4 separate regions of the Sus scrofa genome follow, and all the other regions are linked to region 3. A link is a contact called in public Hi-C data. All regions are on one chromosome and are shown on one strand. The core of a region is the stretch at or near the end of the contact, and the rest is flanking DNA. Distances in the headings are between cores, read along the strand shown. Region 1 overlaps PRKAR2B (cAMP-dependent protein kinase type II-beta regulatory subunit). Region 2 holds the start of NAMPT (nicotinamide phosphoribosyltransferase). Region 3 holds the start of CCDC71L (coiled-coil domain-containing protein 71L). Region 4 overlaps LOC110255500 (a long non-coding RNA gene).

Evidence for each region. A called contact is a pair of places that touch in the nucleus more often than the background predicts.
Region 1: a Hi-C map of retroperitoneal adipose tissue shows a contact between it and region 3, with 1.5 times the contacts expected there. The contact joins the enhancer-like site here to the promoter of CCDC71L in region 3. A contact is called at or near these places in 14 of 47 Hi-C or Micro-C datasets (alveolar macrophages, embryonic fibroblasts, epiblast stem cells and 9 more) and 2 of 2 datasets of contacts at active chromatin or transcription factors (alveolar macrophages and skeletal muscle).
Region 2: a Hi-C map of embryonic fibroblasts shows a contact between it and region 3, with 2.0 times the contacts expected there. The contact joins the promoter of NAMPT here to the promoter of CCDC71L in region 3. A contact is called at or near these places in 2 of 5 promoter capture datasets (fetal liver and liver), 5 of 47 Hi-C or Micro-C datasets (embryonic fibroblasts, fetal heart ventricle, fibroblasts and 2 more) and 1 of 2 datasets of contacts at active chromatin or transcription factors (alveolar macrophages).
Region 4: a contact with region 3 is called in a Hi-C map of retroperitoneal adipose tissue, with 2.1 times the contacts expected there. The contact joins the enhancer-like site here to the promoter of CCDC71L in region 3. A contact is called at or near these places in 8 of 47 Hi-C or Micro-C datasets (embryonic fibroblasts, fetal heart ventricle, fibroblasts and 5 more) and 2 of 2 datasets of contacts at active chromatin or transcription factors (alveolar macrophages and skeletal muscle).

The regions. Positions count from the first base shown.
Region 1 is chr9:106,942,253-106,949,356 of Sscrofa11.1, reverse strand. PRKAR2B (cAMP-dependent protein kinase type II-beta regulatory subunit) reads right to left here. Exons shown (of 11, transcript XM_021102599.1): 6 at 7,079-7,104; 7 at 1,446-1,547. Among named protein-coding and RNA genes, the nearest start is that of HBP1, 20 kb to the left of the region's middle. Within about 2 kb of position 4,191, at least 9 of the 83 cell types and tissues checked have an H3K27ac peak or open chromatin away from gene starts, as enhancers often do. A contact at or near this core is called in retroperitoneal adipose tissue, where this site is marked.
Region 2 is chr9:106,159,115-106,166,768 of Sscrofa11.1, reverse strand. It overlaps NAMPT (nicotinamide phosphoribosyltransferase), which reads left to right and starts at 4,928. Exons shown (of 11, transcript NM_001031793.2): 1 at 4,928-4,984. The coding sequence starts at 4,928.
Region 3 is chr9:106,543,974-106,550,728 of Sscrofa11.1, reverse strand. CCDC71L (coiled-coil domain-containing protein 71L) reads left to right here and starts at 5,405. Exons shown (of 1, transcript XM_021063516.1): 1 at 5,405-6,755. The coding sequence starts at 5,676. The coding sequence ends at 6,389. All of the region lies in intron 2 of LOC102163285 (a long non-coding RNA gene), which reads left to right.
Region 4 is chr9:106,056,761-106,063,370 of Sscrofa11.1, reverse strand. The region is part of intron 1 of LOC110255500 (a long non-coding RNA gene); the gene reads right to left. Among named protein-coding and RNA genes, the nearest start is that of SYPL1, 75 kb to the right of the region's middle. Within about 2 kb of position 3,695, at least 6 of the 83 cell types and tissues checked have an H3K27ac peak or open chromatin away from gene starts, as enhancers often do. A contact at or near this core is called in mesenteric adipose tissue and retroperitoneal adipose tissue, where this site is marked.

The sequences.
Region 1 (7,104 bases), core at 2,942-5,441, 400 kb before region 3:
CCACTTACATGCAGATTTTTTCAATAAACAGTCACCCCACCCCCACTCCCATCCATGGGTGCAGAACCAGAGATAGGGACAGCCAACTGTAAGGGACTGAGCATCCACCAAGGTCCTGGAAACAGTCCTGCAGATACTGAGGGACAAGACTATATGAAACAGCCTGATCGGGTAATCTTAACTATTTCAGGTTTTTTCGTTCCTTTCTGGCCACACCCATAGCATGTTAGTTCCCACACACCAGGGATGGAACCCACACCACAGCAGAGACCCAAGCCACCGCTGTGACACTGATGGATCCTCAATCCACTGCCCACAGATCTTCCTTAACTGTTTCAAGGTTTAAAAATGGTAGCCTATAGGCCAAATAAACTGAGCAATGTGTGGGTCTGTGTGTGTGTGTTTGCTGTATTAACTGCCCACATTTTAAAATAAATTTTCAATAAAAACTTGAATTTCCAGCTTCTCTTGAAAAATCGGGACACTCAGCAACAGTCAGCCCATATCTCCAAATTGCAAAAATAAACTCTGTTAACTAGCAGCTGTTTCTTTAGATGGAGCACATGTTTTCCAGTTTACCAAAGTCCCATCCTGGCTTGGTTTTCTTCAATATGTTAACTCTAAGGCATGTGCATTTCCAACCCCTGAGCTATTTTTATTTAGAGAGAACTGTTGCTGGAAAAGATCAGCTGCCCAAAATGCATTCTGAAATGTGGCCTGAATTTCTACTACTTTAAGCCAACAGAGAGTCACATCCGCCCATGAGTTCGTCAGTCCGAAGGACTGTGGCTTAGATGCTGGAAGGATGGCAGTGCTGTCTCTAAGATGGGAAGTGGGGTGGGAGGAGGTTTGGGCCGGATTAGGTGTGAGCTTTCTATCAGACACCCCAGAGAAAATGTTAAATATGCAGTTAGATAAATGAGCCTGGCGTTCAAGGGCTGGGCCTTGCCCAGTAACAACAATTCTAAGAGGCATCAACATAATAGACTTATAAGCCAGGGGATTTGACAAGTTCACCATGTGAAGAGGGTTAGGGTGAGCCTGCCAAAAGAAAAAGAGACCCTAGAATGCCAATTTTAGGAGAAAGGAGAAGAGGAATAAAGGAGGAGAGGCCAGTGAGGATGTGCTGTATTTGGATAATCTGATCCTATAAAGGCATAACTAAGCGGCCACTGCCTACATTTGTGGGGTTCTTTTAAGTCTGCGTTCAGATAAAGACCAAATACAGATCTGCCAAGGATGCTCCTAGGAGTCTATTGCTTACATACGACAAAACAAATGCAGCTATAGGCAGGAAAAGAAAGGCTGAGCTGTACAAACGCTATATAATCTTCTCAAATGAAAATATGGATAAATTATTATTCAAAGAAACTTCCAATAGAACTAAGCATTCCCAACAAAACAAAAGCTTTTAAAGCAAAATAAAAGCACAAACATATACTTACTTCCAAAGATTTAAGGAATGGCAGTGACTCAATAAAGCTTTCATACATTTTCCTCTTTTTGGCATTATTTTTTACAATTATTCTCCTGAAGGTTACCCTGTCCTAAAGGCAGAATGTCAAATACGAAGACAGTTAAAAGGTAGACTTTATGGGGAAAGAAGGTTTGAAGAGACAGTTTGAATTTATTCCCTACAAAGAACAAACAATAATTGAAGATTTTGAAATAAAAGATGAACATCATTATACTTCTAACGTAACTCATTTCAGATTACTTCTTTAAGCATACATGTAGAACCATATAAAACGTGACTTTCAGGTTTTTTAAAGAAAGCACCAACGTGTAACCGGCGGGCTACACCACAAGGTGGCGCTGTCGCACCACTTAATACGCTCCCCGTTCTTTCCTGCCCCACCCCCTCCCCTTTTGAGAGAAAAGTGATTTATGACGTATGCATTAAAGGTATAAACAATACGTTGATATGACATACCTATATACTGTGAAATGATTACCACCACAGATGGTTAATACCGCTATCACCTCACATAATTACCATTTCTTTTCTGTGGTAAGAACATTAAAGATTTATTCTTTGCAGCTTTCAAGTATATACTGTTGTTAACTATAATCATCACGTTTTACACCGGATCCTCAAAACTTACTCATAACTGCAAGTTTTTTCTCTTTAACCTACCTCTTCCCCACCACCCTCAGCCCCTGGCAACCCCATCATCCTACTTAGTTTCTGAGAATTGAAACCAGCAAGTGAGTTCTTTCGCTACAGATAACAGCCTTAGAGTGTTATGAAATCAATTCGGTGGGACATGACTGGCATTTTTTTTAGGTGTAACTGGCACACAACATTTTATTAGTTTCAAATGTACAACATAATGATTCAGTATCTGTATATATCGTGAAATGATCATATTAACTCTAATTAACATCCATCACCATACATATAGCTACCACATTTTTTTTCTTGTGATGAGAAATTTCAAATGTACAACACTGTTACTATTAACTGGTTACCGTGGTGTATACTCTGTCCTCAGCATGCATTTGTATCTAGAAATTTGTACCTTTTGACCCCCTTGACCCATGACCGGCATTTTCATCTTTAAAAAAGAAAAAACAAAAGAGAAAATCTGTGGGCATCCTTTTTAGTCAAGTGTTGAGTTATATATTTATTTCCATTATACACAAAGGCACACAAACATATACACTGGTGTGACATTTCCTAATGTGTTTCTTGTGGACTGCAGTAAAAAAAAAAACGATGGAAAACAGTATTAGGAAAAATTTTTAATCATGCACTTACAATGTAAAGAGATATAGAAAAATTATTGACTAGGCTTTTTATCACATCCATATACCAGAGTTTCTTTTTTAAAATATACAGAGAAACTACGACTTCTTTGAGGAGAGTTTGATGACAGTGTTTATCATGCTCATCATTCTAAAATGTTCCTATGTTTATACTACTTAACCTCAAGGATACAGAAGTGAAATAAGGAACCAGGGAAAACTTTAAAGCTAATGGCTCTAAAAATGGTTTTACTACAAATTTTATATTACAAAAATTCCTACCAAACATTTAGTTCTCAGAGTGCTCAGAATTACGTTAGTTTGGCATAAACTGATAAACAACAATACCGTTTAATATAAAGTAAAATTAATTGGAATATGTTCTTTAATAAATTACTGTGCCAACATATTAAGGCTGAATTTAAATGAACTGATAGGATGGGGGAAAAATGCAAGTGTGGATTAAGTCTCTAGGAAACTAAACATCTTGTTCTCCGATTTCGTTTATTATAATTTTATAAGGGTTATAGTTTAGACTTAGTCATTTTTTAAAAAGAGAAAAAAATTTAAGATAATTGTAAAATATTGAAATAATTTCCAAGTCTAGCTCTGCATCAGAATCAGCAGTGGTGTTTTAAAAAAAAAAGTTTCTAAGATCCCATACTTTATTTTTATTTATTTACTTTTTTTAGGACCATACCCAGGGCATATGGAAGTTCCCAAGCTAGGGGTTGAATTGGAGCCACAGCTGCCAAGCCTACACCACAGCCACAGCAACGAGGGATCGGTGTTTGCAACCTACTTTGCAGCTCATGGCAACACCAGATCCTTAACCCAGTGAGTGAGGCCAGGGATCGAACCTGAATCCTCATGGATCCCAGTAAGGTTCTTAAGACACAGAGCCACAACGGAAACTCCTAAGATCCCACACTTTAATGACTCAAAATCTTGGCACACAGGACTCTATATATAATAATCTGTATTCTGTAAAAACTCTCCAAGTGACTCTGCTATGTAATCTGTTCTGGGGACTGGCTGCACACCACTTTATGAAGAAGAGTTTACAGCAAAACAGAGAAGCCTAGAAAGAGGTTAGCAATTTAGAAATTAATCATAATGAGCAATGTGTGTCAGAAAAAAATTTCTATTAGTGGCTCACCTCTTCACACCCACTGTGACATAAAAATAAAATCCAGAAAGTCCCATTTCAAAGATTTTCATCCTATAGTCATTTCAGTCCTCACCTCTCTGAATCACCAGCACAGTCCTGCAGATCAGTTAATTCCCCAGGGCTAACAGTGACCTCGTCTTATTTACAAAGCTGGACTCTTCTACAAAGGACTTTTCTCTTGAGATTTGCTTATCTTTATACCTGCACTGATGCGGCAGAGCTCCAATCTGTTGGTCTTAAAACTTTCTCCGGAAGGGGGCTGGTTAGGTGAATTGCTAAGAAAGCAGGTTTGAAGTATTAACTGATTATGTTAATTATTATGATTTTTAAAAGCAGCTATTGCACTTATGCACACACCCCAAGGTGATCATCACAAACTGTCCACTTTCTTTTTTTAACGGCTGCACCTATGGCATATGAAGTTCTCAGGCCAGGGACTGACTCCAAACCACATCTGCAACCTATGCCACAGTTGTAGTAATGTCAGATCCTTTACGCCACTGTACTGGGGCTGGGGATTGAACTTGCACCTCCACAGTGACCCGAGCTGCTGCAGTTGAATTCTTAACTCACTGTGCCACTGTTTGTAAAGTTTAAAATATGTACAGATTAGTAAAAATCTCTGAAAATGACCTAAGTATCATGCACCCTGGGAAATGCTGGGCCTTTGTCAGTAGTTTAGGGTTCCCGCCAGGGCTGAAAACTATCAGGAATCAAAAGGCCAACCAGCTAAATATGTGACCTTGTTCAGAGGAACTGCAGAGAGGAGGCTTCCGTGTGACAATCTGATTCTGGATAGCAACCCCATCAGGATGATTAAATTTTCAGTGATACCTTCCTTAAGGAAACTCAAGACAGGGCAGGTAAGCACTTCCTAGGGGCCAAGTTCACTCAGGTTTGAGTTTTTAACTTTGCTGGCTTTGGGTACTGAGATCTTTCATCCTCCTTAAAACACTTCAGATGATGAGCCTGAAACAATTCCAATTCCAACTGGAAACAATTCCAATTCTTCTTCCAGCACTTAAAAAGTGACTCATCACATTTTTAATAAGTAAACAAGTAACTGCCTGGTTTTAATAAGAAGAAATGAGACAAAAAAACAAAAGAGGGGGAGCTCCCATCATGGCTCAGTGGTTAACGAATCCAACTAGGAACCATGAGGTTGCGGGTTCGATTCCTGGCCTTGCTCAGTGGGTTAAGGATCCGGCGTTGCCGTGAGCTGTGGTGTAGGTTGCAGAGGAGGCTCAGAGTTGCTGTGGCTCTGGCGCAGGCTGGCAGCTGCAGCTCTGATTCAACCCCTAGCCTAGGAACCTCCAAATGCCACGGGAGCGGCCCAAGAAATGGCAAAAAGACAGAAAAAAAAAAAAAGAAGTGCACAATATATCTCATTTTTCCAATCAAGAGATTTCTATCAGCTGAATCCACTTCAGAGTCCAACACTGTGTGGTGACTGATAATGCGTAACTCCTGTGAAGCTGCAGTCCTGTACTTCTTGTTACCTCACCTCGCCTCCTTAAAAGGACTTGTCAGAAATAACTGAGTAGATGCATGTCAAAACTATAGGGTGGGAAGTTCCTGTTGTGGCTCAGTGGTACCAGACCCAACTAGTGTCCATGAGGATACAGGTTCGAACCCTGCCCCCGCTCCGTGGATCGGGCATTGGCGTGATCGGTGGTCTAAGTCTCAGACGCAGCTCGGATCCCGCGTTGTTGTGGCTGTGGCTGTGTTGCAGACTGGGGGCTGCAGCTCTGATTTGACCATTGGCCTGGGAACTTCCACAGGCCACAGGTACAACCCTAAAAAGCAAAAGACAAAAGTGTACATATATAGTGTGTGATGTTTCTCACAATGTTAAAAGAGAATACAAATATTGTCAACCTTCCCTTAATCAGGGCTGTTTAAATCTGGGCACCAGCAGCACTGCTGTCTCCAGGGGGCTTCTAAGGCTCCGCCTCCTCCCAGACCCAATGAATCAGAATCTGCCTTTTAACTAAATCCCCAGGTGATCCCTAAGCATCAGCTTAAACAGTCTTTCAGAATCGGCTTTGCTGGGGTCTGCTCCTCTGCATCCTAATATCACCTATGAAAAGAATCTCCCTCCCTCCCCTCACCCAAATGTCTTTAAGTCAACTTTCAAGTCTTGTAGACAGACCACCTTTAAGAAATTTATTTGGGGAAGTTCCCATTGTGGCTCAGCAGGTTAAGAACCTGACTAGTAACCAGGAGGATGTGGGTTCGATCCCTGGCCTCACTCAGTGAGTTAAGGATCTGGCATTGCTGCAACCTGTGGCGTAGTTGCAAATGTGGCTTCCATCCAGTGTTGCCGTGGCTGTGGCATGGGCTGGCAGCTGTAGCTCTGATTTGACTGCTAGCCTGGGAACCTCCATATACCGCAGGTACAGCACTTATAAAGAGAAAAGGAAAAAAAGAAATTTATTTCACCAGGACCCAACCCTCAGAGTCTGATTACATTTCTCAGTGGTGGGGCCTAGTTAAGAGGACTTTTTTAAAACATCCCCAAGTAATTCTGATGTGTAGTAAGTGAGAAGCACAGGAATCAACTATTTTCTCTCTGCAGGGCTGCTTGTCAATGCAGAGTTGTTACAATCAATTTACACCACAGGAGTGGCTCAGATGACAGTGGTTTCTCAAGCATGGACAGGCTTGCTCAAGTACAGGCTGCCGGCCCCACCTGAGTTTCTGAGTCAACGGGCCTGAATCCGTAAGTGGGGCCTCAATCTGCATTTCTAGCAAGTTCCCAGGTCAGGGGACCCACACGCTCTGAGAACCACAGATTATAATACCACAGAAAGCGATCTGAAAAAAACAGCACCGAAGGCTTTGGTTTTTAAGAGGGGTTTAAAAAAAAAAAAAAAGAGAGGGAGAAGCATTTTGGATCTGTCTTTCGCCTGGTTGGCAGGTTCAACTCCAGACTTGACTGGGAAACAGAAGGCTAACAGTCTTAGTGCACAGTCTTAGTGCACAGTCTTAGGGCACAGTCTTAGGGCACAGTCTTAGTGCCCAAACGGTCAGCATCCAGCAGTTGCTTAATCAACCCCAAACGAAGCTACCTATGAGAACTGAAATGCGGCAGCTGCCTGACTTCTGTCATAACAACTTTTATAAAAGATGTTCAGTCCAAAGAAAGACTCCACTCACCAAACCCCACAGAGCACCAGGAGAGG
Region 2 (7,654 bases), core at 3,679-6,178, 380 kb after region 3:
TTGACCAGAAAAGGCAAGGCTGAAATTTAAGGTTTCACAGGTGGAGCACTTCCTGATACAGAATAAATCTAGGGTGTGGACTTTGGGTGGGGGCTGGCTGATCTTTATCCAGGCCTTGACTGTTCCTCGGAAGTTGTTCCTGCACTTACGGATCATATCCGTAAGCAGTTTTATCTTGCCTATACAATCCAGTGCTGAATATACCGGGGATAATGAATTAACTGCTTATATTGTTTTGTCTCCCCCCCAACTCTAAAGCGCATTCCCTTCATAGCTGCTTTGGCAAAGAACCAAGGACAGGAGTTCCAGTCGTGGAGCAGTGGTTAATGAATCCAACTAGGAACCATGAGGTTGCAGGTTTGATCCCTGGCCTTGCTCAGTGGGTTAAGGATCCAGCGTTGCCGTGAGCTGTGATGTGGGTCCCAGATGAGGCTCAGATCCCGCGTTGCTGTGGCTGTGGCATAGGCCAGTGGCTACAGCTCCAATTAGACCCCTAGCCTGGAACCTCCATATGCCGCAGGAGCGGCTCAAGAAAACGCAAAAAGACAAAAAAAAAAAAAAGAAAAAGAAAAGAACCAAGGACAAATATGACAAATGTGACAAAAGAAATCTTTTTGAAGTCTCCATGCTTCTTTGTACATTACTATGCATATACTAGGTGTTTATAACTTCCTATCAAACTGAATCATATTGGAATGAATGGATTCCTTTTTCTGCTTCTATTCAATAGTAGGAAACTCTTTTGACACTGGGTTTCTGTAAATGTTCAGCAACTTCAGCAACTATCCTTTCCCCGAGGAGAGCAAAATGGTGTTCACCTCCAACTCCTGTAAAGTACATGGGAAAAATAAAACATGGAAATGGAAATGTAAGAAAACAGGAAGGGAAAAAAGGGGGAAATGACTTTAAGTGATTTCAAGAAAGCCAGTCTTTATTTCATTTTCTCGAGGTGTATTTTCTACACAACAAAATCACTAATTTAAAGTATAGAATTCAATATGTCTGACATATGCAGACAGCTGTATAATTACTACCACATATATCACTTCCTTCACCCCTAAACCTTTCCTTACAGCGCTTTGCAGTCAATCTGCTTCCCTTAGCCTTAGCCTCTGACAATCATGGATCTGCTTTATTTTATACTAGTTTGGCCTTTCTAGAATTTTCTATAAATGAAAACATATCGCGTGTAGGCTTTCATGGTTAGCTTTTTCAAGAAAACAAATCTTTTGTTGAAGATATGAAAGAAGCTTATAGGTTAGGAAAAGCAAGGAAAATAATAAGATTCATCAGTCCAAGTGCCCTTCGACTTTGGCTTTATCCTGAATACTAATTCCCAAGAAAAAAATGAGTTTTATGTGTTAGTTATAGTTTTCTAAAACTCATGGAAAATAAATACATAATAAAATTTTAAAATGTTTACCTACGGAATTCCCTGGTGATCTAGTGGTTAGGACTTGGCACCTTCACCATTGCAGCCCAGATTCAATCCTTGTCTGAGAACTAAGATCCTACATCAAGCTGCTGCAGGCCTTGGCCAAAAATAAATAAATAAAATGCTTATCTGAGTACCACTGCTATGCCCTCATATTACTATCAGCGATAAGTACCCCTCTCAGGAAAACACTGCATGAAAAGATCTAGACAATCTTTCATAATTCTAACAGTTTCATTCTCTGTCACTGATTTTGGCCATTGAGTCTTAAAGTGGCCACCAGCAAAATGTATGAGTAATTATGACATCTAAATCTCTCTATACATAGCAACATAACATGTACACCAAGTAAATAGTTGGTCAGGAGAGTGTAGGTAGTCAGACCACAAGGACACCACAGAAAGTGTACCAGGACATTTCCAAATGGAATGTCTATGAACAAGCCTGTTATGTGTGCTAATTCTTCCTGTACGTGGGTCACATTTACTCTATCACTTCTACACTTTAAGACAGACTCAGCCGTTTTCTGCATGTCTCTATGTGGTTGTAGAGGACCCAGCAAACTGAGTCATTAAAGAGTGTTTCAGGCCTGGGCAGCAAGGATAATCAGACTCACGAAGACCCCTATCTTTCTGTAGATGAGACCTTTCCCTCAGGAAATTAGAACTCTTGGGCATCCCCAAAGGGTCCTGTTAGTTTGAATAGGAAAAAGGTTTAAGTACCTCCTTTAAATTTGTCTTTGTGACATTGTTGCTGCTTGGTAAGGCTTGAGAAAGTTATGAAGGGTGACAGGGGTTGTCAGTTCCTGCACCTTCTGCTCCAGTGTTTTTACACTGAGGTGAACTCAGGTCTGATTAGAATATCCGAGGGAACTTTGAAATACACGGTGTACCAAAGGTTGTCTGGAAGGGTGTGTGGAAACAGGAATGGAACAGTAACACCCACTTTGATCAGTGTATGAGTCGAAGGCCGTTCATAGCATGCTGGGGGAAATAAACAAGGAGCTGGAACCCAATTCACCCTGCTTGACTGGATGTTTGGTAGGAATGGCAAACTAATCCAGAACTTTGAATAAAGTGAGGGGGCCCATGTGAATCTTTGTATTTGTCATCATTTGTCATGTCGTGGGGACCTAGGAAAAACAATTTCTCAGATCTTTTACAAGCTATGAGATAAACATGCTAAATGCGAGCTGTTAATTGTCTTTTAGGGGAGGCCATTTCAAAATGAAATCTTGACTTTATATTTGGTGATAATTTCATAGTACTAAATATTAACTAACTCAAAGCTGGTCCTGCTCAACCATGTAGTTACATACAGAGCATGCCTAATTCTATCTTAAACCAGTGGTGATTTTCTATTGGTAATATGACCTCATTTTCCTCTTTAAGGGCTTAAGCTGTTAATATGAGTGCAGGCCTTACTACTGTTTCTGTGTTTAATAAGCAATGTCAGTGTAATAGAAATATTTTTACTTGTACTGTATTAAGCTTTTTCACCTTAAAACTGTAAATTCAACTCAAAGACTGGGAGTTGAAATTTCATTTTGCTTTAAAAACAAAAAACAAAACCCCAAAAATACTACCATAAACAAAGCCCACTTTGTAATCAGAATCCTATTTTTTCCCCTATATGAAGCAGCATAGAACAAGAGTCAGTTATACATACATGGATTCCAGGAAGCTAAGCAAAACGCATTTGTCATTTAAGTAGATTATAGAAAGTTTCAATGAATGAAGAAAAAAGGTACCACATTAAAAGGAGCAAAACGATCATTTTTCTTTGAATTGTACCGGTTGAAGTAATGTAACAAAATCTCCCTAAATATTTTTAATTATTTAAATATTTTCAAAAGTAATTTTCCCTAGTAAACACAGGTAAGGTCAACCCAAAAAGCCTCGTCTGTTTTAAACTTTGTTGTTGAAAATAATCCTAAATGCATTAGAATTATTCACTACCTTGGTGAGTTCCCAGGGATTTCTCACCACTTCTGTGATCTTTGCCTGTAAGGGGTCCACCTATGGATGGAGGCGACTGTCAGCAATGTGTACTGACTCCAAGACATCGTCTGAACTGAAGTTGCTTTTAATTGAATCGGTCTCTTTTCGGATGATGAATTTCTCTTCATTCACAGCCTCCACACCCCCCCCGCATAAAATGAGACTTCCACTAGCTTGAACTACAATCTATAAAGTTCTTCCAATTTTCATTAAATTCCCTTTCCCCAGCAACTTCTATCTTGTAAAACCTAAATCTAAAAAAATAAAATAAAAACACAAGCAGCTGCTGATCCCAGAGACAAAGGGAATCTTGGTTTTACTCAAAAATACAACCACGTATGAGAACTGCGCAAATGGATGGTTTGCCTTTGGATGAAGTCATCCGACGTCGTTTCACTTCGTTTTTTGCTTTTTTTTTCCAAGTTGCCAACCCGTTTCCCAAGATTGAGCAATTATAATGATAAAAGTCAGTCTCGCACCTTGTCAAAGACTTGGCCCTTTGCCGTATACTTCTCAGCAATATTAGATTCAGCGAGTTCTTATCCTCTCATTATCTGTGAGGACTGAATTCAGCCCCCAACTTTGGGCGCAGGCTATTTTATCGGGGAAAGTCAAAACCTCCCCAAGAGGATCAAAGGGCTCAGCCACTGAGCCGGAGGAAAGCGAGGGCGATGCGTCAGATTATAAAGCGGCTCCTCAGCTCTTTTTATTCCTCACTTCAGCTGTTCAGATTTTAAAGAGAGGGTTAGGAGGACCAGAAGGGACTCAAGGGATGGAGGCAAAAGGTTCCATCCTTAATCCAAGCCAGAGACAAAGGTGAGTAACTGCGCGAGGGGAACGGGAAGATGAGCAGAGGGAGGCTCCTCGGCCCCCAGCCGGGTGGCGTGACTTCAGGAGGACTCTGAAAAAAGGGCCAGGACTGGGTAGGACAGGAATGTGCCAGCGGGACAGGCGAACCGGCTAATCGCAAGAGTGGCGAGCCTGGGAACGCCCCCTCCCGGCCCCGCCCCGCTGCGCGGGGCCGAGAGACGTAAGCCAGGCGGGCGCCGGGGTCACGGGCCAGGGCAGCCCCGCAGCCTCAGGCTTCCCGGGGTGGGCGTTTCCGAGAAAGAGCGCGTGCCTCACGTCCTCCCCGCCCAGCCCCGCCCCCTGCACGCTGCGCACGCGCGGCCGCGCCCCGCCCCTAGCGTCCCCGCCGGGGCGATGGGGCGGGGGCGGGGAACCGGGGTGAGGAGATCGCCGGAGTCCCCTGAGTGTGAGTGCGCTACCGCCTCCGCCGCCGCTCCGACACTGCCGCCACCCTCACCGCGTCACGGCTCCCAGGCCCGCCCTCCTCTGGCCCCTCCTCCCCGCTCCGTTTTCCCCTCCACTCCCCCTCCCCCTCCGACCGAGCGGTGACTTAAGCAACGGAGCGCGGTGAAGCCCATTTTTCTCCTTCCTCGCAGCCGCGCCGGGCAGCCCGCGGCGCGTGGCCCCCACACTCCGGCCCGAGATGAATGCTGCGGCAGAAGCCGAATTCAACATCCTCCTGGCCACCGACTCGTACAAGGTAGAGGCTCGAGGCGGGGGCAGGTGACGGAGGAAGAGAGGGCGCGTCGGGGACGAGCGCGGGGCGGGGTGTCGGGGCTGGGGTCTTGGCGCGAGGCGGCCCCAAGGGAAGGCGCGGACGGCGGTGGCGGCGGGACCGGGCAGGTGAGGCTGGCGCCGCAGTGGCGAGGAGGTGGAGGGAGGAGGGATGGAGGGATGGACGGCAGGAGGCGGGGCCTGGGGGTGCGTGGTCGGAGGTGCGCGGCTAGGGGCTGAGGCTGGCCCGGGCCGGTGCCGCGCGCCCGCCGCCGGGGGCTCGTGCGGGTTTGCGGGCGGCGGGCAGGCTGGGGCGTCACCGGCTGAGCGCACGCCTTCCCCAGGAGCGCGGCCTTTTGGCCCCGGGCCGGGGAGGGCAGGGCCGGCCTGGGCGAGGGCTCGCTGGAGGAGCCGGGTCAGTTAGGTAACGGCCCCTAGGGTTCTGCCGTAGAGACCGGGAACGAGGTTTGAGAAGTGGGGTTTCCCCCGCTGAGGTGTGTCGTGTGAGCCCACCCCCTAAGTGGGAAGGTACGTCCCTTTCCAAGGAAGGGGTGGGCCAGGTTCTTCAGGGGTGCGGGAGCAGCCAGCCACGTTCCTCTGCCTGTGGCTCGGGCGCAGAGGACACTTAGCTATCAGTCTCTGGTCACCCTGATGGATTCCCCCTTCCCACTCCTCTGGGCTCCGTTTCAAACTTCTTTGCTGCTGGTAATCACTCATGCTTCGTATATCCCCTGTTGCGAAAGCCAATCTGCCATTATCCCATTAGGACCACTGCAGGATTTCTGTGAAAAAGAAAGTGAAACACAAGTAGTTAAATGAACTGTAGTTAACCCTAGAGAACTTGTTGAGGGAAAAGCGGCACAACCTTGTGTTACTAAACCTATTGGACCCTTGCACGTATAGCTACCTCGTTTTATTTGAAGCTCATGTACATTAGTAAAAAGGGAAGAGTGATTAGAGACAAATCCGGCAAATGGTTTTTCCCCTAGTATCCAAATTATATGAAGTAAACTGGACTATACTTTGCTGAGAAATTTTGTTAGTCAGGACACCTAAAAGATGAGCTGTCAGCTTGGAAACCCCACTTTCGTAAAATAAATTTTAGTTTTTACTGTGAACAGCACGAGAGTTCAGAATATAGTGATTAAAGCATGACGTTTTTAGTTTGGGGTTTTGTGATTTTGTTGCTTTGGGTTTTTGGGTTTTTTTTTTTTTAATTCCAATAAAGTATTTTGGAGAATCCCATTTTACTTAAGTTTTATATTGTTTTCTTTCCAGCTGATTTAATATTCTACTTGTGATAATTTAGATGGATTAGAACCAAGTTTCTTTAACAAGTGGTCTTTTAAATGGACTTTTGAAGTGGAATTCTACACAATTGCCAGGAGATCATAGAGGTTTACTTATGCTCTTTTTGTCACTTAGTTCATTCATAGTATTTTGAGTATTTTTAGAATGGTCTCATTCATAGTTTTCCAGGACCTCATTAACTAAATCTTTAAAATCATTTTCAAATTTTTTAATGTAGTAACTTATGATTTTGCTGAAAACGGGAAATGTAAACTGAGATTGGTTGGTCCAACTTTTAAAAACAAAGCAGAGTGCAAGCTTTTTTAGTTTGTAGTCCCTCTAGCGTGAAGTTTTCTATTCTGCTAGCAAGGCATACTTACCTGCACTATTAGAATTTTCTTTTTTTTCTTCTTTTTTTTTCTTTTTAGGGCCTCATCCATGGCGTATGGAGGTTCCCAGGCTAGGGGTCCAGTCAAGCTACAGCTGCTAACCTACACCACAGCCACAGCAATATCACATCCGAACCGCGTCGGTGACCTACACCACAGCTCACACAATGCCAGATCCTTAACCCGCTGAGTGAGGCCAGGGATGCAACCCACAGCCTCATGGTTCCTAGTCAGATTCATTTCTGCTGCACCATGACGGGAACTCCAGAATTTACATCTTTTTAATAAAGTTTATTCCTGTCCATTTTCAGTTCACATTGGTGTGTTTGTCCCCTTTCTACTTCAGAACCTTTTTAGGACATTTTTACCTTAATAAGAAATTTCATAACCCCCTCCCCAAATTTCCTCAGGAGGATTTGTTCAGGTTGATATGTCTTATACCAGTGGCTTAGAGCAGTACAGTAAGATAGATTGTGTATTTCATGCTCACAATTTAGTCTTTACGTTTCATTTTCCTTACATTTTTAGTGGTCCTTATAGCCTATTTATCATTTTTGCCTTTTTATCTTCTTAGATGAAGAAGGGACAGAAATGGTAATCTTGAGTCTAGAAGGAGTGAAATTACTTTTATTTGTACATTACATGAGAATGTTACATATATGTCCTTATCAGTACTTATAAACTATTGGCCAATTAAAATAGGGAGCCAGTAGCTTTAGATATGTACCTGGAAGAGAGCAGAATATTGTTGATTTCTTTTTTCTAGAACTGAAGAAAGGATCATTGGCTGTCTAGGCACCAAGAATGGTGTTTTGCAAATAGGTGGAATAGTGTCCAAGCACATGACTACATGTTGGGATTTCGTTTTCACCTGTATCCTTTCCAGAAGGTTTAGGACAATTTGAACCAAAATATATATTCATTTCTGTAATTTCATACTTTATTATGCATTTTGATGAACTAGAAAATAGGTAAAT
Region 3 (6,755 bases), core at 4,156-6,655:
AGACTCCTTTCATTGTTTCCTTTCCGTTTAGAAAACTTCCTTTGGCCATTCTTTTAGGGTGAGTTGCTGGCAACAGATTCTCTTAGTTTTCCTTCATGTGAGAATGTCTTGATTTCCTCTTCATTACTAAAGGACATTTTCACTGGTTATAGAAATCTGGGTTGACAGTTCTTTTCTATTATCTCTTGGAAAATGTTGAGCCACTTCTTTCTGTTATCTGTGATTCCTGATGAGATACCTACTTTTATTCAAATAGTTTTTCCCTCATAGTAAGGTGTCATTTTCATCTTACTACTCTCAAGATTTCTTTTTGTGTCTTTAGTTTTTAAAGGTTTGCCTTGCTTTAATGATTTGTTTTAATGTGGATTTCTTTGGGCAGATCTTGTTTAGGTTTGTTCAGCTTTTTGAATCTGTAGATTTAAAAATTTGGAACATTTTCAGCCATTATTTCAAGCACTTTTTCAACCCAGCCTTCTTTCTCTTCTCCTTCCAATCCTCTGATGACAGAAATATTGATCTTATGGTCCCATAGGTCCCTGTGGCCCTGTTCTGTTTTGGTTTTTTAGTTTATTTCCTCTTTGTTTTCAGATTGGATAATATCTATTGTTTTATCTTTAAGTTCACTGACTTTTCTTCTGTCCCTCCATTCTGCTCTTGAGATGATCCACTAAGCTTTTAATTTCAGTTATTATATTTTTTAGTTTTAAAATTTCCATTTTGTTTCTTTATATCTCCTGTTTTTCTTTGAGATACCTGGTTTTTTCATTTGTTTCAAGAGTGTTCATAATTGCTTGTTAAAGTGCTTTTATAATGCCTATTTAAAAATCCATTACATAATTCTAACATTTTTCTCATCTTAGTGTTGGCACCTGTTGATGGCCTTTTTTTTTTTCCCTATTCAATTTACAACTGCAAATTTAAGTTGTGACTTTGGACATTTGACTATTATGTTATGAGACTCTGGATATTATTTAATTTTCTTTCTTCCTTCCTTCCTTCCTTCCTTCCTTTCTTTTTCTTTCTTTCTTGGCTATGCCCATGGTATGTGGAAGTTCCCAGATCAGGGATCAAACCCTTGCCACAGCAGTGATCCAAGCCACTGCAGTGACAATACCAGATCCTTAACCTACTGAGCCATCAGAGAACTCCAAGACTCTGAATATTACTTACATCATCAGTTTTAGTTGGTTTCCTCTGACACTGTTCCAACAGGGAAAAGGAGGGGTACTGCCTCAGTACTGCCAAGTAGAATTCCAAGTTCCTCACTCTTCCTGCATTGATACTCAAGTCAGGGAGAGAGGCTCCTCATTGCTGCTGTATTTGGGGTGGGAAAGCTGTTAGACCTCTACTAAAGCTCCCTGGTTGGGAAGAGTAGGAGGTCTTGTTACTGCCCCCTACATAGTCTTCACTGACGCTATAGGAGAGAATTGCTTCACTTAAGTCCAGCAGGTATGAGATTCATGATTCCCTCCTTGCCCTTCTCTGACATTACCCCAAGAGGGGTGATGGGGTGCCTAGTTACAATCTGGAGAAGTTGTTGTTGGTTTTTGTTGGTAGTGTTCCACTCTAGCAGATTGATTATTTTCTAAAGTTTCTGTCTTGCTAGGCTACTGCTTCCTTGATCCTAAAGCTAGTGAGAGCAAGGTTTTGTTAGAGCTTTTATGTCTTTTATGTCTGTTGGCATGTCTTGGTTGCTGGATTCTCTAGTACTCAGTCTGACATGTGTGCAGAAAAGAGGAAAAAAAGAAAAACCACAGAACTTGTTGCTGGGTTGTTTTTTGGTCTCTGATATCCTTAGCCTGTCTGCTTTCTCCTCTCCATTCTTTAGTCTTCTTATGTCCAGGGTTTTTAAGTTGAAAGTAGCAAGAGAAATGGGGAGAGTACATATGTTTCATCTCCTGTAAGTGGAAGTCCTGGCCATTCAGTTTACATGGTTTTTGTGTAATTTACATTAAGCAGTTTTAGAGCTTATCAGAGCTTTGAGATAACTTTTATAAAAAAATCTAAATTACTTTATAACCATTCTAATAAAAATAGTGAATTTGATGAGTCATGTTCTATGTAATTTCATTTGAACTAAAAATTTATGCTGTCTCCGTGGATGAAGTACAAGAATGCTAGAAACTCTGGATTAACTGAGACCTAGATTCTAGTTGAGAGGCTCCCACAATTCAGCTGTGTGAATTTGGGAAGATCTCCTGGCATCTCAATATTCTCATCTGAATTAAGACTCATTAGATCTCTTAAGTTTCCTTCTCATTGTAAAATCTCATTTGATTTTTCACCAATCTGGTACTTAAAATCTATAGATTCTCACTGTAATATAGGAGTTGAAATGTGTTGAATACTCATAAGTAAGACGAGCAAAGGTTCATGTTATTTATTGGATGTCTACTGTGATAGAGGCACTACAGTAAAGCTTTTACTATTGTCAACTTATCCAATTCTCAAAACAATCTATTAGAGATTATGGCCATTTTATAGATGAGGAAATAGGCTCAGAGGGATTGAAAATTATCTAAGGATATTTTGTTACAAAGATTTCTTTGATCTCAAGTCTATTTGATTCCAGGGTGGTTGTTCCCAACCACTTACATATACTTTTTTATTTTCGTGGCCACTTTTCAAGAAGTCAATTATTTTATAGAAGTGGGATCTTAAAGTACAAGTGCTGGATAGCTAAGAGTTATGTATTATTTTTAATTTTGCCTATCACTTTATTCTACTTTGTTTCATTTTTAAACTACATAAATTATAAATTCAGAATATATATATATAGCTAGTTTTTTTTGTTGTTGCTGTTTAGTCTTATTGTCCACCACTATTTATCAGATAGAGATAGCCCCATTCTCCTTGATAGGTAAAGGAATAAATTCAGCATTTTAAACAATGTTTCCTCAAGAACAAAATTTTAACTTACTGGCTTTCCATAAACCTTCTAGTGTCTTAGGAGAGTCCCAGAAACTAGAAGAAATATATTATCTTCATGTATAAATTTTACTCACAGAGAATGGATAAGAATCATTTGTAAGACTGTGTAAGTTAATCAAAAGGTAGCGATGAAGAAGAAATGTAAAAATAAGAAGCAGAAGAATAGAGAAATCAAACAATGCCAGATATTAAATTATATAATAATTTAAGCACTTTGGTGTGATATTAATATCTAATAATATCCCATAAAGATATTGTTTGGTTTTAAGTAAATTAAATGAGCATGTATTATAAAAATGAATTGCCAAATACTCTGCAATTTGTTGAAATCTTATGTCTTCTTAGCATAAAAAGTCTTATAAAAAGATTTATCCTTTTAATTGAAATCAATTCTGTCTGTGTAGATGTCTGGTATATACTGATGTGATGAAAGACCCCAAGTGTTTCCATATTTATGTACTCTAAGTACTTATAATATGATTAACATGGAAGGGAGGAAATAATAATATGAGAACCTTACTTTACCCTTTTATTACAAAGTCCCCTTACCATTCTGCTGGCTTACTCTGTGAGATTTTCTACGTCTATCTTGCAGGGGCATTCCAATGGAAGTTATACAAATTTCATGTTAGTATGTGTTCCCAGAATTACCAAGAGAACGAATTGTGACATAAAGAGTTGTTGTAATATCACTTCTTTATAAGGATTTAGGAAGCTGGTAATTGGCTCCATAATCTTGTTCTGAGATAAGGGTATGCTTTCCTAGGAAAATGATTTTCTCTTCAGAGAATTACCATGATTTTGGTAGGTTGAGAACTGGTCTCTTGGGAGGAAGTTTTGTTTTTGCTGTAGACCCACTGTGTGGAGAGAGTGCTCTGGTGTAGAGAAGCAACTTTTAAAATATATATGTTTTTAATTTTTGAAATGAAAACAAAGTCTGGTTCAAAGAAAACATCATCTGTAAATCCAATATAGGACAGATTAAAAAACTGTTCAATTTGGGGAGGAGTGGAAGCAGATAGAGGGGTACAGCTCTGTCCCTTGATCACCCCACTCTTGCATAAAGCATTTTCTATTGAACCTGTTTGAGCAGCACAATTTGAAAAACCTCCAGTGACATATAAAGATCACTAGATTAGGAATCCAAAGACTTAGTCCTGATCAAGAACTGGTATTACTGAACCTCTGTGTGACCAAATTTCCTCATCTGTGAAATAAGGAGATTGAACTAGGTATCTTTCAGCTCAAATTCAAGGGAACCATTAGCAGCTGTGTGCAAGTCACAAAGCTCTGCTGTTATCAGTTCTCCACTGCAAAATATGATGCTCACTGAAGGGTAAAATTTGCATGCCTACCTCAGAGTTCTAAGCATTAGGAGATTTTTTTTTAACCTTAAAAATTTAATGGAGTTAGGAGAAAATTGCAGTGTAAAATAGAAACTATAAAATTATCCTTGTTCTTAGTGATTTCAATATATCCTTCTTTCTCATATCATTTTAAACTATCAGTGGTATTTCATTGATAAACTCAAGGTGGACTGCCCACTATCTGACAGACACTGAACTAAATATTGAGGATAGAAAAGAGGACTAAAAACTGCCCACTACTCTACAAACATTCGTAATCCCCTCCTCTCAAATACAAAAGTTAATGGCTTCTTAATGTTCCCTTCAACAGAACCTTTTTGATTGTGATGCTGCATTCCTTCTCAATGATAGAGATGGTGCTGCAGAGGGACATATTAAAACTAAATGAAAAGTGAAGTGTACTCATTTAGAAAAAAACTGTATTTAAAAATGGTATTTTCTGTAAGGAGAATGGCTTTGTTGTAAATGATCTTTGATCAACTTGAGCAGAGTGTTTAGTTCTATGGCTATAAGAGGCTTTGTTTTCCTATTAAGTGGAGTATCTCTTAAATGTGAAGATGGTTCCATTGTCTAGAGGGAGACAATGCCACTTACACTGTCCATATTGCCTACTTGATTCTGGATTGCTAGTGTTGCTTGGGTCCAAAGTGGGAAGAGTTGATGAACATGCAAAAGAGCCAAATGAAGGTTTAGAATGGAACTGTGAAAGGCCCATTCCCTCTACACCTAGACCCAAATTCCCTTTCTCTGATAAAAACCACAGCTTTTGGGTAGGTCTCCCTTTGTTATTTCCGACTGGTAGACCCCCCCAGCTCAATCCACAAATGCACACCCACTCACTCTGAGAGTGACTCTCCCCAAGGTGGAGCTGATGTCCACCCTTCACTCTAGTCAAGGGCCCCCACCTCATATAACCACCCAACTGTTGACTCGCGTTCAAGGGCCACCACCATCACCCACTCCAGCACCATCTTCCAGGAACTGGCCTCTCCCCCATTAGTCCCCGCCCCTCTTCTGAGAGCACCCAATGGGTGGAGTCGGGGCTGCAGTGGGAGGAGCCTGAGGCGGGCACATTTAAAGAAAGGCAGAGGGCGAAAGGAGGCAAGAGAGGAGAAGAAAGAGAAACCAGGGGGGCGAGGCGCCGTCCAATGACAAAGCCCAGGGGTGGGCGCCGGCCGCCATCTTGTACCGGGCGGCAGGATCTTCACCCGCGTCCTCCGCCCTCGGAGGGGGAGGGGCGGAGGCGGCGAGAAAAGTAACGAGAGACGCGCCGGCCGGGGAGGCGCCAGCGGCGGCCGCCGCCGCAGAGCCGAACGCGGGCGGGGACGACGGCGGCGGCGCGACCCGGCGAACGCGGGCGGCCGCGAGCGGCCTCCGATGCGGCGCAGCGTGAAGAGGCGGCGGCGCCGGCCCCCGGCAGCCCCGGCCGCGGCCGCCCGGGGCGGCGGCTTTAGGGCGGGAGCAGGGCCCGAGCTGGAGGCGCGGGAGGAGAAGGTGGTATACTCGCGGTCTCAACTGTCGCTGGCCGACAGCACCAAGGCGCTGGGCGACGCCTTCAAGCTGTTCATGCCCCGCAGCACGGAGTTCATGAGCTCGGACGCGGAGCTCTGGAGCTTCCTCTGCAGCCTTAAGCACCAGTTCTCCCCGCATATCCTGCGCAGCAAGGACGTCTACGGCTACTCCTCCTGCCGGGCCCTGGTCCCCGACCCCCCGGGACCCCCCGCTGCCCGCGGCCGGACACGCAGGCCAGCACCGAGTGCGGCGGCCAGGAGGAGGCGCCGCGGAGCCCGGGCGCCCGCCGCCCGCCGGAGGAAGCCCCCGCCACCGCCGCCGCTGTCGCCGCTGCCGGCCCCCGAGGAGAGCTGCCCTGCCAAGCCCGCGGCGCCCGGGCCCTGCTTCGGGGGCCGCACCCTGGAGGAGATCTGGAGGGCGGCCACCCCGACGCTGACCACCTTTCCCACCATTCGCGTCGGCGGCGACGTGTGGGGCGAGCGCAGCCTGGCGGCGGCGCGGCGCCGGGCAAGCCAAGTCCTGCGAGTGAACCTGGAACCCGTGGTGAGGCTCCGCCGCTTCCCCGTGCCCCGGGCGTGAAACGCAGCCCGCGACGGCTTCCCGGCCAGGGACGGGGCTTCCGCCTGGAGGGATGGACAAGTGTCAGTCGAGTGTTTACAGATCCGGCCAGGACCCCGTCCCCTCGTGCACTTTACGGGCAAAGAAGTCACCGGATGCTTTTCCCGGCCTCGCGGCGCCGCCGTCTGGGGCTCAGGGACAGGTGTGCCCTCCGCTGCCTCCTGGCGCCCGGGCTGCGGAGGAGGAGACAGCCGGACCCGCAGGGGAGGGCCCTATGCTTCCTTACCCCGGACTGAGACATCTCCAGGACTGGAGGGGCAGATCCGTTTTCTCCCTTTGGACTCTACCTCACTGGTCTGGAAGTTCTCTGAAGAAGTCGTTATTTTT
Region 4 (6,610 bases), core at 2,446-4,945, 490 kb after region 3:
ACCAAGTCCTTGCCCCAGGTTCTACTTTCAGGGAAATACAAACCAAAACACCTGAGATGTGAGTTAGAGCAAAGCAGTCATGTTACAAAACTCTTCTTTGAGAAAATAATGCTGAGTGTCCATATGGAGTCCGCTACTTTAAAATATTCTGTATTTAACTGTCCCATACCCATAGAAACAGTCCCTCCCCAAAGGGTGTGGTAGCCAGCCCCCAAGATGGCCCCGACTGATGGTCACCTCCTGATAATCATGCCATTGTGCAGTCCCTCCTCCTGAGTAAGAGTAGAATAAAGGAGAAGCAACAACGTGTGACTTCCAAGTCTAGGCCGTACACGTCACTGCAGTTCCACCTTGGTCTCCTGGATCACTCACTCAAGGGGAAGGTGGCAGTCATGTTGTGAGGACACTCAGGCGATCCCATGGAGAGGCTCATGTAAAGATGCACTGAGGTCTCCTGCCAACAGCCCGTGCCAACTTGCCAGACATGTGAGTGGAAGTGGACTCTCCAGCGCAGTTGGGCCTTTGGATGACCTTAGCCTCAGCAGACATCTGACTCCAACTTCATGAGAAGTCTTGAGCCAGAATCACCCAGCTAAGCTGCTCCTGAACTCCAGACCTTCAGAAATGGTGAACATAAATGATGATTCTCTTTTAAGCTATGTGTTGGGGTGATTTGTGTTCTAGTGATACATAAATTAAAAGGGATATTCTGAGTGTCCTCACAACTTTTCATACAGAAGCTCATTAATACTCACCACAATATTATGAGGTAAAGTGCTTTTAAGTAGCCCCATACTGGAAAGAAAGAAGGAAGGAAGGGAGACAGTAGGAAGGAAGTGGGGAGGGAGGAAGAAAAAAAGAAAACAAGCCACTGAGAAATTAGCCAGGGCCACTCACTAAGAAGTAGATGAGCAGGGGTGGAAACTAAGCTGTCTGGTTCGAAAGTCTGTGCTCTTAGCCACCACACTGCCTTGCCTGGGTGTGGGAGTTGCCTTAAGAAGAAAATATTTGTGTTTCTTAGCTTATTCTGAGTAATACTTTGTACTCAAAAAAACTCCCTCTCAGTCTTGGCATTTACACATTGTACTTTTTTAGAAGCTGACTCCAGTTCAGGACATGATTTTTGACTTGGAGTAAACATTACTTTCTTCCAGAAAACACATTTCTAATCCTATAAAATGTCATTAGGAAAAAATATTCTGTGATCAAAGCATCACTTCACCACCAAACTATAGACTCTGCAAAGCAAGGCATACACCTCTTCTCCCATCAGCAATGTCCTTACTGGATATATGGGATATTGTGAAAGAAAGATAAAAAACAGCTAGCAGTGACTCTTCCTTGACTCCATATCACCCTAGGTAATCTGCATAATTTTTTTCTTTTGCTATCTTATATTTTTGCTTTTTCTGTTAATCATCTTCCCAGTTTAACAATCAGCTCTTTGAGTGATAGACTAAATGGCTTACATCTCTTCTACCCTTCACACAGCCTTACACATAGTAGGCTCTCCAATGGTTGCTTATTTAAGACATTTCAAAGCTTCAAACACAAAAATTATTCCATTTCTTCCTTGAACTGCTCCAAATTCCACAAGCTTCTCTTGCCTTCATCATTTCTGGGCTGAGAGTCAGATTAACCCACCCTTGTCAGGTTGGAAATAAAAGAACACAATGACAGTGTTTTAAGGGTTCTGTATCCAAAGGACAAACCCAAAGACTACACAGAGCTATTATCCTCAGCTGTGAACTGCACACTTTAGGAGGGACATAGGCAGATCAGAGCTGCCCAGTGAAGGGTGGCCAGAGGGAGAAAGGTCTGAAAACCTGACTATGAAGAAGGCTGAAAGACACAGAGATGTTTAGTTTGAAGAAAGCTTTGTTTGGAGCACATGCCCAAGCATTTGAAAAGCTGGCCTGGAAAGAAGGATCATGCTAAGTCTAATGGAGGGACACCAGAGCCTTAACTTCCCAGCTGTTACCAACGGAGTAATAGGTACCTATCAAGAAGAGAGCTGCATGGGTGAATAAATTTGGAAAATGCCACAAAGGCAATCCCTCTCTGAGATGCACAAAGAACTTTAGCATACAAAAGATTCTGAGAAAATCTCTAATTAAGAAAAAAAAAACTTTGTTAGAATTTACTTACTATACCTACTATGTACGTGACTCTCTCTTTTATTTCCCCATATGATGCCTATTAGCACCCCGTACACAGAACATTAAGAAACGATGCCCTAAGAACAGGACAAGGACCGATTTTCAGACATTATCACGAGGCAGATTTTAATAATACATGTATTTCCCACCATTCAGGCTGACCAAAGACAGAATGGGCTGCCTTGTAAGGTTGGGAGAGCTTTGCCACTGAAGTTGTTCAAAACCTCACGCCAAATGCTGTGAAAAGTTATCGTCAGGCAGAACTCAGGGATATCGTAGGTTTGGTTCCAGACCACCTCAATAAAGCAAATATTGCAGTAAAGTGAGTCACATGATTTTTTTGGTTTCCCAATGCATATATTGTAGTCTATTAAGTGTTCAATAGCATCATCTCAAAAAAAAAAAAACCCAATATACATACATTAGTTTAAAAATACTGCTAAAAGTTGTTAACCATCATCTGAGCCTTCAGCGAGTCATCATCTTTTTGCAACAGTAACATCAAAGATTACTGATCACCATAAAAAATATAATAATAATGACAAAGTTTAAAATACTGTGAGAATTACCAATATGAGACAGAGAGACTTGAAGTGAACAGTGGTACAATGGTACTGATAAATTTGCTCAAGGCAGGCCTGCCACAAACCTTCAATACGTGAAAAACACCATTATCTGCAAAGTGCAATAAAGCAAGCATAAAACAATAAAACAAGGTATGCGTGTAGCAGGCCCCAGATTCTGTGATTCTGTGATAATTAGCAGGAAAGAAATTCCATGTTGGGGTGCCATGCTCAGTTGGTCTCCCATCTGGAATCAGGGGTCTACACTTCCTCAGAAATAACTGGTCCTATTATTCTTGTATTCAAATTACACTTACAGCATTATAATTATTTATAAACATACTTAACCCCCTAGACAATAACTCTCAGCCCAGAGAACAAAGTCCACCTGCTCCTCAGCTGTGTAGTGGAAATGATAACAGTGCTTGAGCCAAAGAGTTATTATAAATATTAAATGAGTTATTTCATGTAAATCGCTTTGAACAGTTTGGCACTGCTCAATAGATTTAGCAAGTATTTCCACAATTATATTTGTTACGGCAGGAAGAACTCTGAGAAATCCTGCACTAGATAATAAACTCTTTGGGATCACAGACTATTTCTTATCCTTTTTCATTTTCATCACCTACTACTATCCTAGATACAGAGGAGGCATTTTATAAGGGCCATAAAATGGATGGAAGGATGGATGGACAGACAGATGGATGGAGAAGGAAGGAGGAAGAGAGTAAGGAAGAGAGGGAGGAAGAGAGGGAGAGATGGGTGCATACATGAATGAGTGAGTAGAATGATCTTGTCCCCATTTTGGTAGTTCTCAGGGGTGTCTGCATGGGCTCGGCCCATCAACATTTCTCTCCATGCCCACTGCACAGCTGCTGGCCTTCCATAAAGGGGCTCCTCTCTCCTCCTCTTTGTAGGGTAACTGTAGTTTTTGAGCAAGGTTCTCAAGTTTTCCAATGAAATACCCCTATTCCATGCAGGAGAATGATCAGAACCTCTCCACCACCTGCATTCTGAGGGTGTGATCCAAGGTGACCTAAGGCCCAGTATTTTTTTCTAGGTCTGATTTTTATCTAAAATGCAGCAAATTCTACATTTTATATCCTAATAGATCTTTTTATTTCTAAAAATGTTGTAAATGTTTAGCAACACATAAAACTGATGGTCACAAAGAGTTGTGTTCATTTTGTGGCTTCCAGCCCCTCTGACATTCTGATATGTCCCTTCAAGAAGCACAGATCCCTCCAGTTCCAGAAACCTAACAAACTTCCCTGGGCCTCATCACCCACATCCATTTGATACATTTTGTTGGTTCTGTGTATAGACTCACAGCCTGGAATTTGAGGCTTCAGATCCATTTCTGTTCTTCCCAATAATAAATCTCTAGTAACATTCTGGAAGGCAAGGAATTTATGACATTTATCGATGTATTTGCCTTGAGGCATACAGGGAGAAGACACAAACATGGAGTCTAAGGATTTTCTGTTTGACAAAGAAATATGATTTTTAAAGTAAAAGTTCTCAACTTGAATAACATGGCCCAGAAGGCCAATTAGCATAAAAGGTCTTTAGAGGCTTTTAAAGGCTAGATTACACAGGAGATAAATGTTTAAACTGCTCTAAGCCCATTAGATTTTTAGTTCACAGAGGTGTGTTATAATTTTAAAACACAGGCCAGGCCTTCAACCTGATAAGAGTCTTCTGTTCAAAGTTTATCTAAAAAGTTTCTCCTAATGAGCTTTGCTGTTTCACATGCCATACCTTCTGCACCTGTATCAACTAATCCTCTGATCTACCCAGAGTTCCTTCTGTATTGGAATTCCTGCATGAAAAGTAGGATTTCACTCACGAGAACTGAATAAAAAAGCCAGAGCCTAAAGAAATCTTCAACTTAATTGAAGAATGCAGAAAATATTTTTTAGAGGAAAAAAAATGTCTATGTTCTGATGCTCTTTTATCTGGAATATAGATAGCAATTTCCCTTCTCCACCCTCCACAGGAAAGACTGGGCTCTTCAGCTCTATACCCCAAGCCCAGCTCCTAAGACCACAACCTGAGCCAAGGGCCTATATGGCCCACTCGGCCAGAAGGGAAGATGGCAAACGGACCTTCCAACTGAGGTTGGATGTAAGGAGTCATCTTCCCCAGTATTTCTTTCATCAAGGCCATGACTAAGGGCATGATCTGGGAACTTCTGCTTCTAACCAAGATGGAGTAACAGGGGCTGTATGTACCTGCACTCCTGAAACAATTTTAGAAAAATAAAAAAAATATATATATATAAACCACGGTTTACAAGAGGCTCCACTAGGCAACAAAGAAAGTGATCCCTTAAAGACAGGAAACAAAAAAGAAATGAACCCAGGGAAGCCTGATGGGTTCTCTGTATTGAAAAAAAAAAGTAGCAGAAAAGTAGCAGAAGAAGACCATGCAGCTAGAATTTACCTGAAATGCATGCAAGGAAGAATATCAGAGAGGAGAGAACTGCACAGGTTGAGAGGGAGGGAGAGAGAGCTCTGATAATGTTCCCTTTGAGTAATTAGGAGAATACTGATCAGAGCATGTGTGTGAGGGATTACATGAAAAAGTTAAAGGAAACAGTACCTAGAACATGTGCAGGCCCAGGATTAGTGTGTGTTTCTGCTAATCAGATGAGAAAACATTATAAATTCATGAGCGATGTGGTAGAGATCAAAAGTACCATGCATCAGTAATGAGGAATAATTAACTCTGAAATAAAGACAGTTCTGTCTCTGCCCAACAATTCTCAAAAGCAAACCCTGAAAGGATTAAACTGTTCCAAGCAAAGTTCACTGCATCCCAGAACAAAGCTCAAGAATCTTTATAAAACTATAAAAATATCCAGCAGCCAAAAAGGTAAAATTTATAATATCTGGCATCCAATCAAAAATTACTAGACCTACAAAGAAGCAGAGAACTACAATCTACTATAAGGAGAAAAAAACTCAACTGAAGCTAAAGCATAATGGACACAGATACTAGAATTATGAGAACATGACATTCAAGTACTCATTATAAATATATTCCTTATGTCCAAAACGCTGGAGGAAATATTGAACATGTTAAGTAGTGACATGGGAGATATTTTTTAAAAGATTCAGCTTCTAAAGATGAAATTTACAATATTGTGATAAAGAATAAACTAAATGGGATTTAAAGCATATTAAATTACAGGGAAAAGATTAGTGAATTTATAAAGATACAGAAAGAGAAGCTACCCAAAATAAAACACAAGGAGAAGACAGACTCAAATATAAACAGAGCATCACTGAACTGGAAGAGAACATCAAGTTGCCTGTTACACATATAATTAGAGTCTCCAAAGGGGAGAAAAGAAAGGGAGAAACAGAAAAATATGGGAATAAATCATAGCTGCAATTTTTCAAAATTTGATAAAAATTATAAACAGACCCAAGTTCAACCAACCCCTTGTACAAGCACGAGAAACACAAAACAGCTATAAATAACATAATAAATCAAATTTCTGGGAGTTCTTGTTGGGGCACTGCCATGACTAGCATCCATGAGGATGTGGGTTCAACCCTTGGCCTTGCTCAGTGGGTTAAGGATCTGGAGTTGCCATGCAGCTCCAATCTGGTATGGATGTGGCTATCCACAGGCCAGCAGCTGCAGCTCCAGTTCAAATCCTAGCCTGGGAACTTTCATATGCTGCAAGTGCAGACCTAAAAAGAAAAAAAAAATTACATTTCTGAAAACCAGTGTTAAAGAGAAAATCTTAAAACCAAAGAAAAATGACAGTTTATAGTCAAAGGAACAAAAGTAAGCAAGATGGCCTAGTTTTGTTAGAAACAATAAAAGTTAGCCAAAAATAAAGCAACATCTTTAAAGTTCTGAAAGAAAACAATC